Linked DNA regions of Mus musculus: regions 1 and 3 are each linked to region 2. Evidence: chromatin contacts called from public HiChIP or PLAC-seq and promoter capture Hi-C data. All regions are on one chromosome and are shown on one strand. Each heading gives the region's core, a stretch centred on a gene start, on an enhancer-like site or on the middle of the called end of the contact. The rest is flanking DNA. Distances are from core to core; before and after follow the strand shown. Region 1 holds the start of Scrn2 (secernin 2). Region 2 holds the start of Mrpl45 (mitochondrial ribosomal protein L45). Region 3 holds the start of 2410003L11Rik (RIKEN cDNA 2410003L11 gene).

Region 1 (3,010 bases), core at 95-2,594, 290 kb before region 2:
GGCCTTCATCCGAGGCCCTGACTCAGAGAAGAAGATGGAGCACAACCGAGGAAGACACCCAGTGCTGACCTCTAGTCTGCACAAAGGCACACCTACATGGTGGTGTGCACTTGCACACATGTATGTATACACACAGATAGTCTCTCAAAGTTGTAAAATATGTACAACAATGACAACAAAACGAGGTGCACAGCTCAAAAGATATGGCATCTAAGGTTGAAAATAAAAAAGGGGAGGCTGGAGAGATGGCTCAACGTTAAGAGCACCAACTGTTCTCCCAGAGGTCCTGAGTTCAAATCCCAGCAACCATATGGTGGCTCACAACCATCTGTAATGAGATCCGATGTCCTCTTCTGCTGTGTCTGAAGACAGCTACAGTGTACTCATATACAATAAATAAATCTTTAATAAAAAAAATAAAAAAGGGACCAGAAGGATGGTTCAGAAGTTCAGAGTGACGATTGATCTTGCAGAAGACCTGAGTTTGGTTCCCACCACCCATGCCAGGCAGCTCACAACCATCTGTGATTTCAGCTTCAAGGGATAGATCACCCTCTTCTGGCTTCTGTGGGCACATGCCTTCCCCTACATGTAATCCCCACACACATATTTACAAAATTTAGAAAAAAAACTTATTTTATGCGTTTTGATGTTTTGCCTGTATGTGTGCCTGCCTGAGCATCACATGTGTGTCTGGAGTCCATGGAGACCAGAGAGAGCATCAGGTTCACTGAAACGAATTACAAACAGCTGTGAGCTGATACTCGAACCCATGTTCTCCTCAACGGCAGCTTTGAAGCACCCAGTTATCTCTCTAGCCTATAAAAATACAAATTTTAAAAATTAGTAAAATAAGTGCCAGGCGGTGGTGGTGCACGCCTTTAATCCCAGCACTTGGGAGGCAGAGGCAGGCGGATCTCTGTGAGTTTGAGGTTAAGCTATTCTACAGAGCAAGTTTCATGACAACCAGAGCTACACAAAGAAACCCTGTCTCTAAAAAACAAAACACAAAAACAGTAATAAAATAAACAATACCGTAATTTATGAAATTCAAGTCAGGAAGCAGGTAGTGAAAGTTTTCCCTTAATCTCTAGAACTCCCAGCAGTGTTGGCTACTTTATGCATTCTTTCTTTTCACTAGGGCTTCTTTTCTCCTTCAGCTCCACCTCCTGTTAATGACTCTTATCTGATAAGGCTGTAGAGAAAGCCCGGGACTCTTAAGCAGGATTTGAAAGGTCTCTCAGCTCTAAGAAGTGGTGCTAGCTAGCGCGCACCCTCGTGGAAGACGGTGACATTGCAGGTGTCCTGTGCCGGTGCCGGCCCCGCCCCCGGGGACAAAGGCCTTCCAGGTCACCTACCAGAGAACCTGGGTCCAGGGGAACAGATCTGACCTGAAGAGGAGGAAGTGGCGCCCGGAACCGAGCCTGGGGGTCTTGGATGCAGAGAGGGTGAGAGACCGAGGCACTGAGGACTTGGAAAGGGGTGGACGGAAGAGGCGCGTGAATGTGGGCATGCGCAGGAGCGTGGGATTCTTGGAGCCAGCTTTAGTGCCTAGAAACTACCCTGTAAGTCAGCCTGGAAGGGCTAGGACTCCAAAACAGACGCTCTTAACTTGCAGAGTTTGCTCTGTCGCCTGACTCCAAGCCAAGTGCATTGTTAGTGCACACCACGCTTTGACAACAGTGCTGTTGTCCCAGAGCGTCAGGCTTCTCAGAGTGCACACGTGGGGAGGAGAGTGCCCTGCACCCCACCGGTGGCCAAGACTGTGGAGAGGTTTGAGGGACATGAACATCTCCACTTCTTCGCAGATGGCGTCGTCGAGCCCCGATGCCCCTTGTTCCTGCGACTGTTTTGTCTCTGTGCCCCCGGCCTCAGCCATCCCAGCTGTAATCTTTGCAAAGAACTCAGACCGGCCCCGAGATGAGGTGCAGGAGGTGGTGTTTATACCAGCAGGCACTCACGTCCCTGGGAGCCGGCTTCAGGTGGGTTAGGACTTAGAAGGAGCTGGAAGGTTGAGACGTTATTCCCAGACCTTCGTTTTCTTGCTCCTGGGACGGGAGCAGATGGAGTGGAACGAGTACGGAGTTCCAGTCCACCAACCTGGACCCTTGAGTGGAGTTAGCTTCTGCTAACTCGGTTTACTTATGTGTGACCTGAGAATAAGACCTTTCTCAGGGCCATTTAAAGTGGCTGACAAAGGGTCCGGGCAGTGTAAGTTCTGGGTCTTTTTTTTTTTTTCACTGAATTCTTCCTCTCTCTTCTTTACCTCCAGTGTACCTATATCGAGGTGGAACAGGTGGGGAAGACACACGCTGTGATTCTGAGCCGCCCCTCTTGGCTGTGGGGAGCTGAGATGGGGGCCAACGAGCTTGGTGTCTGCATTGGAAACGAAGCAGTGTGGACCAAAGAGCCTGTGGGGCAGGGGGAAGCCCTGCTGGGTATGGACCTGCTCAGGTAGAGAGCTGCTCTTCAGTGCCCCACTTCCTCCCACCTAGCCTGAGTCTATTGGGCTTGTCTCTGTTGGCCTTGCCCTTGAGGCCTTTCTAAGGCGGCTGCAGTCTTATATCTTCCTAGTCTGATAAAGGACCTCCCTTGGCCTAGAGTGCTTTAATTTTTTTTTCAGTACTTTTTGTTTTGAGACAGGGTTTCTCTGTGTAGCCTTGGCTGTCCAGGAATTTGCTCTGTAGACCAGGATGGCCTTGAATTCACAGAGATCCTCCTGCCTGTGTGCCACCACACATAGTTCAGTACAACTTTTGTTTGTTTGTTTTTTGGTTTTTCAAGACAGGGTTTCTCTGTGTAGCCCTGGCTGTCCTGGAACTCACTCTGTAGACCAGGCTGGCCTCGAACTCAGAAATCCACCTGCCTCTGTCTCCCAGGTGCTAGGATTAAAGGCATGCACCACCACTGCCCAGTACTACTTTTGTTAATTGAAATATTACATAGTTGCGGTTTATAAAAACTGGTAAATGTGAGGCAGCCCCGCCTGAGGAGAGGTTCAGGCGGTTTT
Region 2 (3,311 bases), core at 41-2,540:
ACACTGTAGCTGTCCTCAGACACTCCAGAAAAGGGAGTCAGATCTTGTTACGGATGGTTGTGAGCCACCATGTGGTTGCTGGGATTTGAACTCCTGACCTTCAGAAGAGCAGTCGGGTGCTCTTACCCACTGAGCCATCTCACCAGCCCAGCAAGGACTCTTAACACCTGAGCCATCTCTATAGTTTCTATTTTCTTTTTTAGTTTTTGTTTGTTTGTATTTTTCTGAGGGAGGGTTTTCTCTGTGTAGCCCTGGCTGTCCTGGAACTCTCTTTGTAGACCAGGCTGGCCTCGAACTCAGAAATCTGCCTGTCTCTGCCTCCCGAGTGCTGGGACTAAAGGGGTGCGCCACCATGCCTCAAATTTTCCAAAACAGCTAATCAAAAGTAACAGTGACCACCTAAGAATCCATCTCAGAGTGAACCAAATCATATTAGGTACTGATAGGGAATTAGCTTGCAGTAGCCGAGAAACTGAGCAGAGGCCAGGCAGACATGGGTTAGGATGTGTTACATAGTCTGTGTGGCTCCAGGATGACCTGGTTATCACACTGGGATTCCTTTAACCACTGAATGTGAAGCGATTTTGGAGTTGTTAAACTCTATGTACCTGACTCTCAGTTCTGCCAATTATTTGTTTAAATTTGAATTACATATTTAGTATCTCTGGCCCAACCATATATGTAAAAGCAGGAATATTTATTGCTTGTGGTGAGGATTAAGTTGATATATGTAAAATGCTTAAATTGCCAGGCGCCTAGTAAACAATTTTGAAATACCAGTTATTACCAAATTTGGTAAGTGGTATTTTTGGAAATGATATGTTTTGGGAAATGACAGATTCTTGTTAACCCACGTGCCTTTTGCTTTTCAGTAATCACAGCGGTCAGCTTCCCTAACGGAAAGGTATGAAAGAATTTTCACATAGAAAACTAGGTTGGTTAAAGGTTTAAGGTTATACTGCATTTTGAGGTCAGAAACACACCCAGAAACTATCATTTTCGCCCTAAATACCTCCAGTGAATTCCTTGTAATGAAAGAAAACACTTATCTTAAAGGCTTCTGATTTCAGAGGGAAGCACTTTTTCGTTTTTTTCACCGATTGTAAATAAGGTGTAACAATGTGTTAAGGAACCAGGAATGCAGCAACCAGAGTCCCACAGAAGCCTCCTGCGCAGGCGCAGCTGGCTCTCCCCGTCTCCGACTGGCGCGTGACAGCCGTGCGGTTTACCCTACTTCCAAAGTGGTTTCATTGCGCACGCGCGAACCCACTGCGCGTGCCCGCGCGCCCCTCCCCTGGAGAGCGTGCGCGTGCGCGCGACTCACCTTTCGGCCTGGGGCGCGCGCCCTGGAAAATTCCACTCCCCAGCTCGCTCCGCCCTCTGCGCCTTTTCTCCGGCTCGGTGATCTGCGGCTAGGCTAGCATCCCGGCGGCCTTTGCGCGAGCAAAATGGCGGCCCCCGTACCTCGGGGCTTGTCCTCCTTATACAGGACTTTGGGATGGTGGTCTCGGCAGGTGGGTAGAAATGAAGCGAATGAAATTTTTAGGGACACAAAGAGGAGGATAGAGTAGAGGGGAATAATCATGCTGTGGGCGTTGCTGAGTTTGGACCATACGAGTCAGACTTCATCTGGAGAAGAATTTGAGGTGTATGCGATCCCCTCTAGACAAGTCTCTCTAGACAGCCTAGACGAGGCTGAGCATTAAGCTTCTTTACGTTAATTCTAGTCTTTGGAGAGAAGATGTTAAAAAGGAAAGTAATGGCTTGGAAGATGAACCAGCTCTTTTACATTCTTAAAAAATTTTTTTTTGAAAAGGATAGGAGTTTTGTCTTATCCTAGAGGGAAAAGGTCACCTGACTTCGTAAAAGTTTATTGGTCAGTTAGGAGCTAGAAGCAATTTGCTTCTGAAAAAGCAAAACAGAAGTGTGGGGGAAATGCCAGGGAGATCTTGTTTAATGCTTTAGTAATAGCATTCCACTCTTTTCAGAAATGGGTTAAGTGAGGTTTACAATTAAACTGAAAGTTCTTTGGCACTAGGACCTCTGCTTTAATCATCTCTGTATACAGTAGTACTGCAGAATGTATTAAAGGAAAGTTTTTACTGTTGATTGATGTGAATACAGGTTATTAATTGGCTTGTGGCAAAAGCCATCCCTAGGTGTTCAAAAAGTAATATCGTTTCTCCATAATAGTCATTTCATAACTCCTGAAGCATTCTTTAATGGGATGTCTTTCTATAAGACTTTGCAAACAGTTTGCTCAAGATAGATTTATCCTTTCCAAATCACCTATACGCTAACTTTTTTTTTTCATCTCCCAGCCCATTCTGGTGACTCAGTCCACAACTGTAGTTCAAGTTAAAACCAAAAGCCGTTTTAGACCCCCAACTCCTGAACCCAAGTACAAAACAGAGAAGGAGTTTTTGGAGTATGCCAGGAAAGCGGGATTGGTCATTCCACAGGAACGGTTGGAGCGCCCTATACATTTGGCCTGTACAGGTAAGGAACTATTTCTGGGATCCTGGTTCAGTTCTCTATTGTCAGAGGTCTGGTGTATGCTTTAGACTCTGATTGATAGCAATAAATTAACCACTAAGTGGGGCTGGAGATATGACTTAGCGGGTAAGAGTACTGACTGCTCTTCCAGAAGTACTAAGTTCAATTCCCAGAAACCTCACTACCATTAGTGGCTCACAACCATCTGTAATGGGATCCGATGCCCTCTTCAGGTGTGTGTGTCTGAAGACAGCTATAGTGTGTACTCATATAAGTAAGTCTTTTTTAAAAAGATTAAAAAAAAGAATGAACCACCAAGTTCACCCTCAGTAATGATTTACTTTTATAAACTATATTTCAAAAAGTCAATTTTGTTTTGTTTTTACAGAACTTGGGGTTAGATATAGAACTAAACAAGCAGTCTACCGCTGAGCTACACACTCCTGTTCTCCCTTTCCTTTTGCCTTTACCACAGGTGGATCCTCCTACATAAATAGTAGCTGAGACCTAGGGCTGTACCTCTAGTCCTGCTCATGAGGTCATCCTTATTTGTTTATTTATTTATTTATTTATTTTATGTATATGAGTAAACTGTACCTGTACAGATAGTTGTGAGCCTTTATGTGGTTGTTAGGACTTGAATTTAGGACCTCTGCTCACTCCAGTCAACCTCACTTGCTCAGGCCCAAAGATTTATTTATTATTATAAATAAGTGGGGCCTGAACTCTGCAGCCAGTCCCACAACACCCAGAGGAAGCTCCACTCCCAGGCTCTCTAACACGCCCAAGATTACAGGATCCCAGAATCCCAGGAT
Region 3 (3,004 bases), core at 346-2,845, 280 kb after region 2:
GGGCTCACAGGGGCTGAACCACGAACCAAAGAGCATGCAGTGGCCCTATATTTGTAGCAGATGTGCAGCTTGGTCTTCATGTGGATCCCCTAACAATTGGAGCAGAGCCTGCGGTTCATTCTGTGGCCTGCCATTGGATCCCCTTCCCCATGCTGGACTGCCTGGTGGGGCCTCAATGGGAGGCTTTTCCTCCTGCTGGGATTAGATGTCCTAGGGCCTGTTGGTACCCAAGGGGGGCTCCCCCTCTCTGAGGAGAAAGGGAGGGGATAATAGGGAGAGGAAATTGAAGGTGGAATTGGAGGAGGGGCTGTGTTTGGGATGTAAAGTGAATAAAGAAATTAATGAAAAAAGAGATGTCTCCTAATCTTAAATAAATTAATATATTTCTAAAAAAAAAAAAAAAAAAAAAAAAGAAGGTAGCCCTAGTACACAGGCATACAGTACCATTCTTACACAAGACCCTATATCAAAAAGTAACAAAAATTATATTAGTTCTGCCCCTAATTTTTCATAAGCTGAATCAACACCAATAACCATCCTAGAAAACCATTTTGCAGATCAAAAGTCGAATTCTTTTTTTTTTTTTTTTTTTTTTTTTGAGACAGGGTTTCTCTGTGTAGCCCTGGCTGTCCTGGAACTCACTCTGTAGACCAGGCTGGCCTCGAACTCAGAAATTCGCCTGCCTCTGCCAAGTCAAAAGTCGAATTCTTATTGGCTTACATACTCAGGAGGCAGAGGAAGGTCGATCCCTGTGAGTTTGGGGCCAGCCTGGTCTATAGTTCCAAGACAGTCAGGGCTACACAGAAGAAGGCTGTCTATATACATACATACATACATACATACATACATACATACATACATACATACATACAATTTAAATAAAAATAAAGTCAGCATGGTAGCATAGCACATGTCTTTAATTCCAGCACTCAGGAGTCAGAGGCATGAGAATATGTGATTTTGAGGCCAGACTGATCTACAAAGTGAGTTTCAGGACAGTTACACAAAGAATTCTGTCATGAAAAACCAAAGAGCCAAAATAGTAATAATAATAATATCAAAATAAATTTAATTATTTTCTGTTCCTTTTTAAAAATACATTTATTTATTGTGTGTGCACATACCTTCTTGAGTGCTGCTGTTTTTTATTTATGTATTTATTTATACTTTGTGTGTGCGTTTATTTTATGTATACGGGTGCACCACTGCTGTCTTCAGACACACCAGGAGAGGGCATCAGATCCCTCTTACAGATGGTTGGGAGCCACCATGTGGTTGCTGGAAATTGAACTCAAGACCTCTGGAAGAGCAGTCCGTGCTCTAAACCGCTGAGCCATCTCTCCAACTCCGTGTGTGTGTGTGTGTGTGTGTGTGTGTGTGTGTGTGTGTGTGTGCATAGAGGTCAGAGGACTTGAAAAGGCAGTTCTCTCCTGTGGTGGTTTGAGTGAGAAGGGTCCTCATGGATTCATATATTTGAATGCTTTGTCTGAGTTTGGGCTGACTTCTGGGAGGGATTAGGAGGTGTGGCCTTGCTGTAGGAGGTGGGTCATTGGCAGCTGGCTTTGAGATTTCAAAACCCAGAGCCTTTCCCACCCAGTTAGCTGTCTTGTCTCCTTGATGGCTGCTGTCTCAACATAAGTTCTCAGCTCCTGCTCTAGAGCCATGCTTGCCTGTTTCCATGCTTCTCCAGACGATGGTCATGAACTCTGCTGCCCTCCGGAATCATGAGCCCCAGACTAAATGCTTTCTTACGTAAGTTACCGTAGTCATGGCGTTTGGTCTCGATGCGACAGAATAGTAGTTAGCTAAGACACTTCCTGGCGATCCCAAACTAGGGTCCTCTGGCTTGGTGGCAAGAGTCTTCACTTGCTGACCCCTCTCTTGGGGCGTCGTTTGTTTTTATTTTTGTGTATATGCTTATTTGCACATGGGTTGTGTGCATATCTGTGCAGGTATGTTAATGCACATGTGCGGAGGTCAGAGGATAACCTTGGACGATATGATTATACACTTTTCTGCTTTTTTGTTTGTTTGAAACAGTCTCACAAGCCTGGAGTGTCCCCAAGTGGGCTAAGCTAGCTGGAAGCTACATGGGGCGGAGACTGGACGTGCACGCCATCTTGCTCGTGTTCTGCCGGGGGTTGGGGAAACTAACGGGCTTCAGACTTGTAAGGCAAGCACTTCATTGACTGTGTCATTCCGCTGGCATTTGGGTGTTGTTTTCTCTTGTTTTAAACGGGGTCTCACTGTGTTAGAGTGATATTTTTGTACATTGTGTGAAGATGTGTCTCTGTCCTTCCTTGCCTGCCTAAGGCACCTTCTGATTGGTCAAAATAAAAAGCCTATGGCCTATAGGAGAAGGTAGAATAGAGAGGGTGGGTCATCCAGCGCAGAGAGAGGAACTCTGGGAAAGTCAAGTACCGGAAGACCCGCCACCAAGAAGGAAGTCAGGCTTATGATGCAAGGAGAGGAAACCAACCATGTGGCCGAACTTAGTATAAATGAGTTAATTTAAGAGCTAGTTGGGGAGCAAGCCTAAACTAAGGCCATAATCATCGTAAATGAAAATAAGCCTCCAGCCGGGCAGTGGTGGCACACGCCTTTAATCCCAGCACTTGGGAGGCAGAGGCAGGCAGATTTCTGAATTCGAGACCAGCCTGGTCTACAGGGTGAGTTCCAGGACAGCCAGGGCTGCACAGAGAAACCCTGTCTCAAAAAACAAACAACCAAACAAAAAAAGAAGAAGAAGAAAATAAGCCTCCATGTCATTGTTCGGCAACTGGGGCGTACATGGAAAAGCCTTCGGGTTACAACTACGTATCCCTGGCTAGTCTACAACTCAGTGTGTAAACTATGCTGATCTGTAGAGACCGACCTGCCTCTGCCTCTCGTAAACTATGCTGATCTGTAGAGACCCACCTGCCTCTGCCTCTCAAGTTCAGGGGTTAAAGATGTCCACCACTCCCTTCATTTTGCTTGTTTTTGAAATTGGTTCTCAAATTAC

Evidence for each region. Promoter capture Hi-C pulls out the DNA fragments that hold promoters and counts their contacts. HiChIP or PLAC-seq counts read pairs in DNA pulled down with a chosen protein or histone mark.
Region 1: a contact with region 2 is called in an H3K27ac HiChIP or PLAC-seq map of trophoblast stem cells, with 10 read pairs. The contact joins the promoter of Scrn2 here to the promoter of Mrpl45 in region 2. A contact is called at or near these places in 1 of 484 Hi-C or Micro-C datasets (embryonic stem cells), 3 of 115 datasets of contacts at active chromatin or transcription factors (embryonic stem cells, pancreatic cancer cells and trophoblast stem cells) and 2 of 9 other capture datasets (adipose tissue and liver).
Region 3: a contact with region 2 is called in a promoter capture Hi-C map of embryonic stem cells, with 2.4 times the contacts expected there. The contact joins the promoter of 2410003L11Rik here to the promoter of Mrpl45 in region 2. A contact is called at or near these places in 1 of 39 promoter capture datasets (embryonic stem cells) and 2 of 115 datasets of contacts at active chromatin or transcription factors (both in embryonic stem cells).

The regions. Positions count from the first base shown.
Region 1 is chr11:97,028,608-97,031,617 of GRCm38.p6, forward strand. Scrn2 (secernin 2) reads left to right here and starts at 1,345. Exons shown (of 8, transcript NM_146027.2): 1 at 1,345-1,448; 2 at 1,809-1,982; 3 at 2,273-2,454. The coding sequence starts at 1,809.
Region 2 is chr11:97,314,426-97,317,736 of GRCm38.p6, forward strand. Mrpl45 (mitochondrial ribosomal protein L45) reads left to right here and starts at 1,291. Exons shown (of 8, transcript NM_025927.4): 1 at 1,291-1,514; 2 at 2,322-2,499. The coding sequence starts at 1,449.
Region 3 is chr11:97,596,916-97,599,919 of GRCm38.p6, forward strand. 2410003L11Rik (RIKEN cDNA 2410003L11 gene) reads left to right here and starts at 1,596. Exons shown (of 4, transcript NR_045496.1): 1 at 1,596-1,752.